Linked DNA regions of Oryctolagus cuniculus: region 1 is linked to region 2. Evidence: chromatin contacts called from public Micro-C data. All regions are on one chromosome and are shown on one strand. Each heading gives the region's core, a stretch centred on a gene start, on an enhancer-like site or on the middle of the called end of the contact. The rest is flanking DNA. Distances are from core to core; before and after follow the strand shown. Region 1 holds the start of TGIF1 (TGFB induced factor homeobox 1). Region 2 holds the start of LOC100345591 (myosin regulatory light chain 12B).

What was found. Hi-C and Micro-C count contacts between places; a contact is called where the count stands out from the background.
Region 1: a contact with region 2 is called in a Micro-C map of ear pinna, with 4 times the contacts expected there. The contact joins the promoter of TGIF1 here to the promoter of LOC100345591 in region 2. A contact is called at or near these places in 2 of 6 Hi-C or Micro-C datasets (ear pinna and an unstated tissue).

Annotation. Positions count from the first base shown.
Region 1 is chr10:60,345,643-60,351,924 of mOryCun1.1, forward strand. TGIF1 (TGFB induced factor homeobox 1) reads left to right here and starts at 5,031. Exons shown (of 3, transcript XM_002713597.5): 1 at 5,031-5,989. The coding sequence starts at 5,974. The region is part of intron 1 of LOC138844047 (a long non-coding RNA gene); the gene reads right to left. It also overlaps the pseudogene LOC127492480.
Region 2 is chr10:60,150,131-60,156,031 of mOryCun1.1, forward strand. It overlaps LOC100345591 (myosin regulatory light chain 12B), which reads left to right and starts at 3,856. Exons shown (of 4, transcript XM_070050423.1): 1 at 3,856-3,998.

The DNA of each region.
Region 1 (6,282 bases), core at 3,781-6,280, 200 kb after region 2:
GTTCTAGTCCCGGTTGGGGCGCCCGATTCTATCCCAGTTGCCCCTCTTCCAGGCCAGCTCTCTGCTATGGCCCGGGAAGGCAGTGGAGGATGGCCCAAGTCCTTGGGCCCTGCACCCCATGGGAGACCAGGACAAGTACCTGGCTCCTGCCATCGGATCAGCGCGGTGCGCCGGCCGCAGCGCGCCTCCACTGGAGGGTGAGCCAACGGCAAAAGGAAGACCTTTCTCTCTGTCTCTCTCTCTCACTGTCCACTCTGCCTGTCAGAAAAAAAAAAAAATGCCCACTTCACATATATATGGCTGTGCCTGTTTGAGTCCCAACTGCTCTGCTTCTGATTTAGTTCCTTCCTAATGCATCCTGGGAGGCAGCAGATGATGGTTCACACGCGCATGGGATTCAGAAATGCAGTTCTGCATCCTAGCTTTGGCCTGGCCCAGCTCTGGCTGTTGGAGGTATTTTGGGGGAGTAAACCCGTGGATGGAAGATCCTCTCTGTCTCTATTGCTATTTCAAGTAGATGAAAATAAACATTTTTTAAAAAGTTTGCACTGGGGCCCCTGCCTGCAGTGCCAGCATCCCATATGGGTGCCAGTTTGAGTCCCAGCTGCTCCACTTCCAATCCAGCTCTCTGCTATGGCCTGGGAAAGCAGTAGAAGATGGCCCAAGTCCTTGGGACCCTGCACTTACATGGGAGACCCAGAAGAAGCTCCTATCTACTGGCATTGGATCGGCGCCCCTCTGGCCATGGTGACCATTTGCGGAGTGAACCAGAGGATGGAAGACCTCTCTCTGCTTCCGCTTCTCTGTAACTTTGCCTTTCAAGTAAATAAATCTTTAAAAAAAGAATAAATAAAAATAATAAAACAATGTTTGTGCTATGGGAGAAATACAAGGGTTAAGCTAGATCTATGATTTCCCCTTGGGTAAAGCTGGTGATATCTGTAGACATTTATCTGTCACAAATAAGGAGAAAGCTACTACCATATACTGGTTATCTTTCAGGGATTTGCTACTAACATTTTACAATGTACATGGCAGCCTCCACAACAAAAAAATTATCCAGCCCCAAATGTCAACAGGGCTGTGGTTGGATATTCCTGAGCTAGATGATGGTAGTGGAGGCTCCTAATTCAGAGAAGACTCTTTTAAGAAACTAGCTAAATCATGACTAGTGAGAAACTATACCACGCACACCAAGTGGTAAAAGACCATCCCAGGCAGAGGGAACTTGAGAACAAGCAGAAAAGAAAAATCCATTGTATTTGTGTGTATAGTATGCAAATGCCCATAATAAGAACAGAAGGGGGCAAGTAGGAGGTGTTCCATATTATTTCACTTTGCATACAGTACTTCTTTATTGCTTGGCTTTTTGAAGACAGGATTTTTGTTTGTTTTTGCTTTTTACATTATAAAAGGAGAATAGAAAAAAGTGCAAACAGTGGATAGGCTGGAAGAGGACTTCTAATAAAACCAGATTTCAGGGGCTGGTGCTGTGGCACAGCAGGTTAAAGCCCCAGTCAGCAGCGTCAGCATCCCACACGGGCACCGGTTTGAGTCCCAGAACTCCACTTCCAATCCAGCTCTCTGCTATGGCCTCGGAAAACTGTGGAAGACGGCCCAAGTGCTTGGGCCCCTGTACCCTCATGGGAGACCTAGAAGTTCCTGGCTCCTGGCTTCGGAGTGGCCCAGCTCTGGCCACTGCAGCCATTTTGGGGAGTGAAGTGCCTCTCTGTAATTCTGCCTTTCAAATAAATTAATTAATTGATCTTAAAAAAAAAAAAACACAAAACACCAGATTTCAGAGAGTAACACCCACGGAGCCCAGGAGGCCCCGCTGGCCTTGGTGACCTAATGCAGGCCAGTGGCTCTCCCTCCTGCAGCCATCCGACCTTGCAGCATGACAGGATTTCCTCGTGATCAGCTGATTTAGACCCAGAACTTTATGCCCAATGCCTGCTTTAGGCCTTTCAGCTCTGTTAAATTTGGATGTTGACTTAAAAAAAAAAAAAAGTTACACGAGTAGTTTGTGTACCAAATGAGATCATTTCAACCAGTGTTTCACAACTGTAAAGCACAATGCAGAGACCGGTTGCTGAGAATGAAGGAGGTAAAGGCTCTGCTCATTGAATAATCGCTTTGCTCTGTCCTCTTGATTCCAAAACCCATAAAGAGAAGTGAGACTTCTACAGAGGAGAAAGAAGGGCTGGGTGGGGAAGTACAGACTATGAGAAAACTGATTCAAAACAAAAGTAGTAGCCCCAGTTACATTATTCATGCAGCAAAGAGGAGAATTATCCTGCCGGGGTTGACAGAATCACAAGATGGCTGCAGGACAGCCCCAGGCCCTCCTTAAGTAGCAAGCTCCTCTATCCTGAGAAGTGAGGAGACTTGGGGCCCCTGGCACAGGGTCTGGAGCCCAGCATTGTACATATTTTATAAAAACATCTGCCTCTCAGGTGCTAGCAGCAAAAGGGATCCAATAACTGCAAACCGTCATTCCTCCAAGCCAGGACACAGAACTGACAGAAATCAGGCTTACTCAGTCTTTGAGTAGGTGAATGAAACGAATGCATTCTCCAGACACTTGATGGACCTGGTATCAAAGGCTTTAATGGTAACTGCATGTGTTGACACACTTTTCTGGTGTATTTGCCTTCCCAAGTTCCTATTAGAGCTTTGCTTTCTGAAGGTTTTGCAGGCTGTGAAAAGTCACAGCTTTTTAACTTGTTTGTTTCCCAGAGTTGGCCTTGAGGAAGAATTGAGAAGATGAGACACCAAATAGAACTGTGTGTGCCTGGAAAGACTGGTGAACTTTCATCAGGCAGCCTCCAAAAGCACCAAGCGACGCCTCAACCTTAGGAAATTTCCCAGCGCAATAACATGCATATGAATTCAGCAAATAATACGAGGCAAATGTGAATCCATATAATCTTATTTTTAGCACTAGGGGGAAATCTTAAAAGTCACTGGATCTGTTTTACAGAGACGCCCCTGAGACATTAAGGGACTGACAGCGCCAGAACGGAAACTTGTTTTTCCACCTCTAGAGAGGAAAATAAACAAAAAATATCCTAAGCAGTTGCTGGTATGCGGAGTCCACTTTTGGGGGGTTTGTTTTCCTTTCCTGCGTTGCGGAAGACCCTAGGGCACTGATCCAGAGCTCCTAACAAGTTTGGGGTCAGCTTTAGGGGTGGGGTCAACCCTCTACCTGGGGGGCTATAAGGCCTTGGCAGCACGAGACTGTGGCGGTGTTCCTCTTGGGTGCATCTCGCCAACTTCAGCAACTGCTTGCGTATGATTTACTCCAGCAAAAGGTGTGTACGGCGTGGATCAAGTTGGTGCTCTAGCCAAGGCGAATTTTAAGTCTCCACTTTTTTTCCTCCTCTTAATTTGAAAGAGGCTTTAAATTCCCTCCACCCCTCTCCGTTCCCCCCTGTAAAGTTTGTTTTCATGCCGTAAACTCGCTCCAACTCTCGGTTGCCTGAGAATCGCGGTAATTAGCCAAGTTCACTTAGAGCCGAAAGAAAAGCTACCTTTGTGTACATAATGAGAGCCACCGCGTGGCCAAGGATAACCACGAGGAAGAAGGAAACGTTTAGGTCTCGGGCAGCCGAAAGCAGGCGGGGGGCAGGGCCCAGCCGACCGAGGCGTGCGGTGCGGACGGCTTCTCACCGCTTTCGAAGTTAGCAAACAAAGCGTCTCCGCAGTAACCGCCCGCTTCCAGACGGGGCTGCTGCCACTCAGGCCGCCGAGCGCCGCGGCGGCCGCCTGGGCTCCTCCTCCCAGCGTCTCTGCTCCCTCCTCTCCCGGCTCCCCAGCGGATGTGAGCCACCAATCCCAGCCACAAACAACCCTTCAAATGAAAGGACGGGCGGCCCTCTAACGGGCGGCGGGGCGCGGCCCCCTCCCCGCGCCACATCTGTCCGGCAGCGGGCGCAGCAGCTGATTCATCCCCGGCCAGGCGGGGGGGACGGAACTGCGCTGCAGGCGGTTGCAGGGCAGCTTCCAGCCTGGTGGTTTCTCCCCCAGGACCAAGTACCCCCCTCTCCCATCCCCCTGTGCTGTTTCAGATGTGGGCTCCCTTCTGTGCCGCAGAAGAAACAAAAATCACAAGGTGGTTGCCTTCTGAGAATGACGCTTTTCCCCCTTGTTGATTCGTTTTAAGTCCCGTAGTTGGAAAACCCACCCCAGGCTTTTTAAAACTCTGGCCAGAACGCACGCACTCTTGGGGCGGGGGAGGCTGGCTCTAATTTTCAGCGTAATCCGAAAACAGAGGCTCTAAAGTCTGGTTAGTCATGCTTTGGCCGCCTTAGTCCTCCTCCTCCTCCTTGGGTTTAACCTTATTTCCACGGGTTTTTCTCCTGCCGGCATCTCCACCGAGGTCACAAAACAAAAACAGCGCAGAGTCCACACCGGGGACAGAGCCGGCGCTGACGTCTCCACGAGGCTTATTTACGTTTGGAATTTTTTCCTTTTTTTTTTTTTTTCTTAAGCGATGGGGATCGTCTTACTGTGGCATATGACAGTTCATTTGCTCAAAAACAACGGGACAAACCCACGCCAACAACTAGACGCAGAGGAGGGGGCTTGCGTTGGTTGAAACCAGCCAACAGCAAGCATCTGGCGGTTTAAAAAGGGGGCATTTCATCAAGGAACTCCTGTTGGAGTCCGCCTAACTCTCAACCAAAATAAACCACCAGGAACATGTGTTTACTTAATGGCTAGTTTCTGTTTGAAATACAGGGGGAGGAGGGGTTCCCTCGCTGGGCATAGGTCCTAAAAGTAGACTCTGTTTACCGAAGCAGACGAGCAGCCACGGCGTGGTCGCCCCTCTCTTGGGAAGGGTCCGGCGGTGGTGGAGTGAGGGTGTCAGGCTGCGTCTCGGCGGGGCAGGCGCGCGCCCGGGCAGTCCCCAGGCAGGGACGTTTAAAGAGCATGTGAGCATGACAAGTGCCTGTCCGCAACGTGTTCGATTTCGAAACCGCCCTGCAATCCAATCCGGAACTCGCAGCTTTAGCCCTGGGGAACAGACATTCGCCTAGAGTGTCTGCGTCTCATCCCCCCCTCACTCCCACCCCCACCCACTCCCACTGTCGCTGCAGGAGGAAGAGCCACGGGGGAAGGGCGCGACGCGGCGCGCCCGCGTGTCCATGGCAGCCGCGCATTCTGGAAGAAGTTGGTGCTTGTCCCACATACTTTTCCTGCCGTGCCCCGCCCCTTGGGTCAGAAGCGGCTCGGGCAGGGACTGTGCAGTTTGGGGTAGCTGTCAAAAACGAGAGGGGCAGCCTAGTCTTCTCTGGGTGCGAGGAGGGGAGTCCTTTTTTTTCCCATCGGCTGGCAGTTTCTTAACCAAAAGCACCCCTCGCCTGCTCCGGGAAGAAAGGCCCAAAGGGAAAGCCCGGGGGCGCTCGGCTGGTGACTCCGCCGCCCCGCGAGGGATGCGGGCGGCGAGCGCGCGGCAGGCAGGAAGAATCGAGTTTCTGAGGTCGGCCGCCGCCGAGAGGGACGGGTGACAGCGGCCGGGGCGCGATCCGGTCCACCCCGGCTGGAAGGGGCGGGGGAGGGGCGGAGGAGCGGCGAGGCGGGCGGGGGACGGGGCGGGCGGCTGGGGGCGGAGGCAGGACCTCCTGTACCTTCCCTCCTCGCCTTTCTCACTCTGACAGCGCCGAGGTGCGCCGAGCAGGAGCAGGGAACAAAGGAGCGGAGTAGGGAGGGGAGCGAGTTGGGTGAGGGAGAGCCCCCGGCCGGCTGCCAGAATCTCCCGGCAGGAGGAAGCCCAAGTGTCACTTGAATTCCACCCGAGGAGCGGGCGCCTGGGATCCGAGCCCCTTGTTTAGCAGCGACGGTTGGAGCACGTCCTACAAGTTACGGGAGAATCGGCCGGGAATCAGAACGCTCGCTTGGCCCCCGGTGCTCCGGCCCTCGGCCCCTCGAGACCCCAGCATTGCCTGGCGCTGGGAGAGGAGCTCCAGAATGAAAAGTAAGAAAGGTAAGGCGGCCGCGGGGCCGTGCGCGCCGCAGCGCGAGAGCCGGGGCAACGTGCTGACCCCGCCGCCAAGAGTGACTTGGTGGACTTTTTTCTGCCCTGGGGCACTTTGGGACTTGGAAAGGCGGCCGTGGGCTTTGTTGGGGCAGCGTCTGAAATGGCAGTTGCTGTTTTCCTTCTAGACACAACACGCGGGGGCTGCTGTGGGGGAGACGAGCCTCTCTCCACGCTGCTGGCGCGTTGTCAAGAAACACGCTCAGCGCCTTGTTTGTGCGCCTCCAAGTTTCATTGTCTGC
Region 2 (5,901 bases), core at 2,606-5,105:
CTGCCATACCCCTATTTCCATTTTAAGTAACTGCTTAAAGAACCACCCTGCATTAAGAACAGTGGATGGTCTACCATAAATGAAATATAAGTCCCCTTAATTTAGTAATAGAATTCTCAGCTTAGTAACTGGGCTTTGTTTCAGCAAGGTTGATTACCAATAAACAGCTGAAGTCCCTTTGCTCAGACAGTGAGTTTGATTGAAAAGCTGGTCTCTAAAAGTTTCCATGGTGAAAGTCATATTTGAAACAAACTGTTTCAAAAGTTCTGATGAAACCAGCCCAGTGAGGCAGCACCAAATCTGCTTGCTTATGATTGTATTTATTTGGATTTCAGGGCCCACCTTTTATTTTATCAAAGGACCTAATATCAGAGAGCAGGAATTCAGTGCTACCAGGGAACAAAAGAAGGAATGATGGACTGTTAGAGACAAGTAAAAGCAAAATCGGAGAAGGGAAAGGTTACACGGAGAGAGGAAGGACAGCACAAGGCCTAAAACCTACATTAACAATCAGAAGATAAAGGTTTGGAAAGTTAAGTAGAGCCTCCAAAACAGTATTAATGAAATCAAGTTAACTTTGAGAGTGAAGAGGTTATCAATATTGTCAGCCACAGAAAAGTCAAATCTGGTAATGTTTATGAGGCCACTAGATTTGGCAAGTCCTTGGGCTTCTGGTTGAGCTATTAGGTAGAATTTTGATTGCAGAAGCCACAGTGTAAAACAGCATAGTGTATAATGCTTAGGTTTGCTTAATGTCCCTTGACCTATTTATAAAATGAATGTAATGCTGGTTCATAATAGAAACAAAACTTTTTTTAAGATTTTTATTTATTTGAGAGGTAGAGTTATAGACAGAGAGAGAGAGAGGTCTTCTCTTCGCTGGTTCACTCCCCAAATGGCCGCAACGGACGGAGCTGCGCCAATCCAAAGCCAGGAGCCAGTTGCCTCTTCCTGGTCTCCCACTCGGGTGCAGGGGTCCAAGCACCTGGGCCATCCTCCACTGCTTTCCAGGGCCACAGCAGAGAGCTGGACTGAAAGAGGAGCAACAGGGATTAGAACCGGTGCCCATATGAGATGCTGGCGCCGCCGGCAAAGGATTAACCCAGTGCGCCACGGCGCCGGCCCCGAAACATAGTTTTTAAGGAGTATTTTATTAGAGATGCAGAGTTCACTCTCCCAAATGTCCACAGTGGCCCAGGCTGGGCCAGGGCCAGGGCCAGAGCCAGGAGCCAGGAGCCAGGAATTCAGTCCAGGCCTCCCACATGGGTGGCTCTGATCTAACTACTTGAGCCATCACCTGCTGCCTCCCAGGGTGTATATAAGCAGGAACCTGGAATTGGGAGCAAAGACACAAAACCAGGCACTGTAATATGGGATGTGGACGTCCCAAGCGGCATCTTAACTGTATGCCAAATACGTACCCCAGAAACATGCTAATGTATTAAGCAGCATTTTCATGATTAAGAGAAGCATGGGTTTGCAGTAAGATTTGGTTGAGAGAATTCCACCTTGAGTACCTTTGTGTCTTTGGGCAGGCAGGGACAATAGCAAAATGGTACAACACGTGTTAGGTGTACAAATAGTAGTTATTCTGCTTACCAGGAGGCTAATGAAAAGAATCCTGAAGGGAAGGCAAGGTCAAAGGCCTATCTTTAAAAGGGGGACAAGACAAACTAGAAGGAAAATGAAACAAAATGGATCATATCTAGGAGATAGGAAGGTTGGATAGAACTTAGAGCCCATTTAGGGTTATCCTTAAAAAAAATAAAGACGCATACTACCCGAAGGATACATGGAAATAGTTTTGCGGTAGGTGGTTAAATAAAAGGCTCGGGTTGGGAGAAAGGTCCATAGAAATGCCTGTCAGTTTACCTAGTACCTAGCAGATGCTCAAATAGTTGACTTCCAATTTTCTGAGCAGCTCCAATGTGTGTCTCATTAATTCTCCCTTAAGTGTACAATTCTGCAGCCTGGTTATCTTTCCTGCTCTTAAGGGATTGTTGGAGCTTAATCTCATGTTGAAGAAAGTTTGATTTTCCCCATGCTGTTTATCCCATTTCCATTAGCTCCTCCTACTTCCAAGTACCCGTACCCTTTTATACTTAATATCTCTATGCCTGCTCAAATAGTAAGTCATGCCTTTTTTCTAATACTTAACTATATACATTTTAGTTATAATGAATTCATAGTATTTTTTAATATTTCTTAAACCATTTTTTCATGTTTTAGCATAGCTACTTTTGAGTATATTACTTTTTCAGCCATTCTTTTTAATGACCACAGTTATCTTTGACATAGATATACCATAATTTCAATTCCAAACATTGGATATTTAGATATCCAGCATTTTATAGCTTTTGAGTACAGAGAAAACAATATACCTTAAAATTATTTCTTTAGAATTGTGCTCTCCAGTAGAGCTTTCCGTGACGATGGAAGTGCACTGTGCTGTCCAGTAATGACATTAACCACATGTGGCACTGAGCATATGAGACTATCTAACCCAACCCGAGGAACTGAAGTTTTAAAATTAAGCCACATGCAGTTAGTGCCTATTGTATTGGATAGCACACTTCTAGAAACTTAGATACAGAGATCACAGTTAAAGGGCAAGGGTACTTCAAGAAGTTAACAGAAAATGGAATTAAGTTTATTTTGGTGCAAAAAATTGAAATCCATGCATATGAGGGTCTTTAAAAAGTTGTGAAGTCTATTATGAAAAAACAGGGATTTCAAAATTATTTTTGCTCCAAAATAAACATCTTTTAATTCTGGTTTTTCTCCAAATTTATGAAGTATCCTTGAATAGTCAAGAGTGAGTCCAGCTATGCTCTGAAGGGGGAACCAAGGTGAAGGTTTCTGGGGTGGTAAGATCATGCTTGGAAGAGCTCTGAGACCAAGACCAAATCGCTCTTTCTGGTGAATGGGAAGCTTAAACAAAGCCTTCGAACCAAAGGGCAGTCAGGGTTAAGGTAAATAATTTAGACCAAGGTGTGATTTTGGCTGAGGCCCACATCAGCATCATCTGCATGCTACCTAGAAATGAAAATTAGCCTCCATCCCCTGCTTACTGAGTTTGAGGTTCAACAACCTGTTTTAGCAGACCTACGAAGTTAGTTTTATGCTGGCTACTATTTAAGAACTGCTGTAGAGTGCTGAACACGGTCTACTTTCTAGGAATTTCAGATCAGAGATTTCTAGAATATAAACTCCCAGAGGGAAGAGAATTTGAATTATTCATTCGTCGCTCCAGCAGCCAACACATGTGCAGGCAATCGGTGCTCAATAAAGATTTGCTATTAGGCTGACTCTCCCTCACTTGGAATTAGTGCTAATTCATCCTGAAGAGTATAGCTACAAAACAATATCCACAAAAGGCAAATAAGGCAGCTCCGTGTTTTCCTTTGTTGCGCCCGGGCACGGTGTTTGCGTGTGTGCATGTATCTCTGTGTGTGTGTCATTTTGTCAGCTTCCCCAGTCTAAGCGTGTTGGATTTCAGTTTGAATAAAACTTTGTGGCTGAAAGGGGAATGAGAGCCAGAGGCTGTAGCTCTGGTCTAATAGTTAAGGGGATTCGGCTTTCCGGATTTATCTCGGGCTGGGAAGTGAGGATTTCCACAGCTGGCGGGAGTGCGCCCGGCCGCCGCCCTCTTTTCGGTTTTACACCGGACATTCTTAAAAATAAAATGCTTGTTTACCCGAAACTCGGATTGAACCAAGCCAACTGTTCTTGCAGATTTGCTAAATCTGGCAACCGTGGGTGGGCGGCTTCCGGCTCAGGGGACCCCCAGAAACCCGGGCGGTTACAGCCCTCCCGGGTCAAATTCCAGCTCGGGCCCCTCGGCCCCGCCCCGCCGCCCAGGAATGCGGAAGGGCCGGGGATCCGCCGCGGGACTTAGAGGGGGATAGAGGGCGAACTGCAGACGAACGCCGCGGCCGCGGGCGGGCAGGCCTCCTCGGCTCGGAACCGACAACCAAGGCCTAGGCTGTGCACGTCAGGTCGGCGCAGCCCCGCTCCCCTCACCCCCGGGATCCGCTCCGTAGCTGGCGAGAACACTGACTGCACCCCCGTTCCGAGTGGATCGGCCGCGCCTTCCGGTGCGCCTTCCGCACCGCCTCTCCAGGCAGGAAGTGCCGGCGCCGCCGCTGACCGGCCACAGCCCAGAGCTCGTGCCCGTCGCTCGTCGACTCGCGCAGGGCAGCCCCGGTTCAGGTGTCTGTCGCCCGGTGAGTGGCGTTTGGCCCCACGCACATCCTCTTTCGGGCTTTGTCCGTGCCGCCGTCTCCCTGCTGCCGCGCTCCTGTGGCGGGTCCCAGCCCCAGCACTGCAGGGCGGCGCGGGACCTGTCAGGTTGGCGGAGGAGCTGTGAGCGCAGGGCCAGGATGAAATTAGGGGGGGGTCCGTTGTGGGGCTCTGGCGGCGCCACTGGCCTAGAAGTCGAGGGTGTCTGGAGGCTCCAGATCGGATGAAGCCAGGCTGGGGAGACGCCCTGCTGGAGGTGGCGGCCGGGTCCCCGGGGCAGCGCGTGGGCCGGCTCTGCGTCACCTGGATGACTTCACACACCTGGTGCCCCGCTGATAGCGCCTCGGGTCGCTTCCCAGCGTCGGTGCGGGCTTATTCGCGTGGAGCACCTGCCCCGTGGCCCTCCCTGTGCTTGATGATTGGGGGGAGGGCAGGAGCTATTAGTGCATGGTTTTGCCTAAAGTAATGTGTCCAAGAAAGCTATTAGAAAACTGATACCAGGGTATCGGCTAAAGTGATGTCCCAGGAGTCGTAACGCCCGCTATACCTGGCACCTTGGTAAGATGTAGTTCATTTGTGTTAATTGAAGAAAAGGACAAATAACAGGAATCAGGAAAGGCTTCCTGGGAAGAGAACTGAGACCTCCTTGGAGGCCCCGGATTCTGCCTTAAGAAGGAGGAACTGTGGTGAGAGGTAACAAGATGGGAGAGGGCGCAGGGGGGCACCAGCCTGGTTGGAGCAGAGCCACATGCATACTAGCCGGAAGTAAGGGTGGGCAAGTAAGCGAGGCCCGGTCCTGAAAGCTGGAAGGGAAGTAAAATATTATGTAAGGCATTTCAGGGAGTCATTTTGGATTCTTCACTAAGGAAGGGAATAACAGTAGGAAGGGGGTGTTGCGAGGTTCAGTCTGGCAGCTTTTGTGTAAGATGGGTTTGGTAAGTGGAGAATCATAGCACTAGAGAATTCAGTATGACCTTATAGATTGTTTATTATAAAACAAATAGAAACCTTTTTCCATGAGGTGTTTGAAACCCAGAGGGATTCATCTGGTGCCACCCATTTTCTCTCTCAGCCTCTGGTGCACCTCCCTAGACTTCACAACAAAACCTCTAGCTTTTTTTGTTTGTACAGGCTCTGTTGAATAAGCAGCTTCTGTGATGACTGGCTGCTGTTCCTGTGTGCTTTAATGAGACTGAGTTCGCACAAGATGTCCTGCAGCTTTAAGGGACAGATTCCCAAGTGAGGGTAGCTAATGGTAGAGAAGGTAAGAAGGTGTAGAGCCCCTCCAAGGGCTAGTTTGCCCTCTCTCCTAAGACTAAAAGACATCAGACAGCTAGGATGAGTTCATCATCCCCTGTTTGCCAGCAGTCTTAGTTGGGGTCTTCCTTCCTTCCTCGTGCCGCAATTAGCGGTGCCGGGGGTGCCTTCTACCCTCTGAAGGTTTGGTAATTGAGCATGCTGAAGTGTCTACGGACAGTAGACAGCTTTACAAAAGGTACGCGAGTTTGTTACCTGTATGGGGGCATCACAGGAGAGCGAGTACCTGATATCCGGATGAGGTTGGACACCAAGTACCTTCTTCATGGGGGAGAAGGTGGTGAGGGGTGTATGCAATGTTGGAAAACAACTGAGTTTTAGGGGAGATGAATGAGCCCCAAG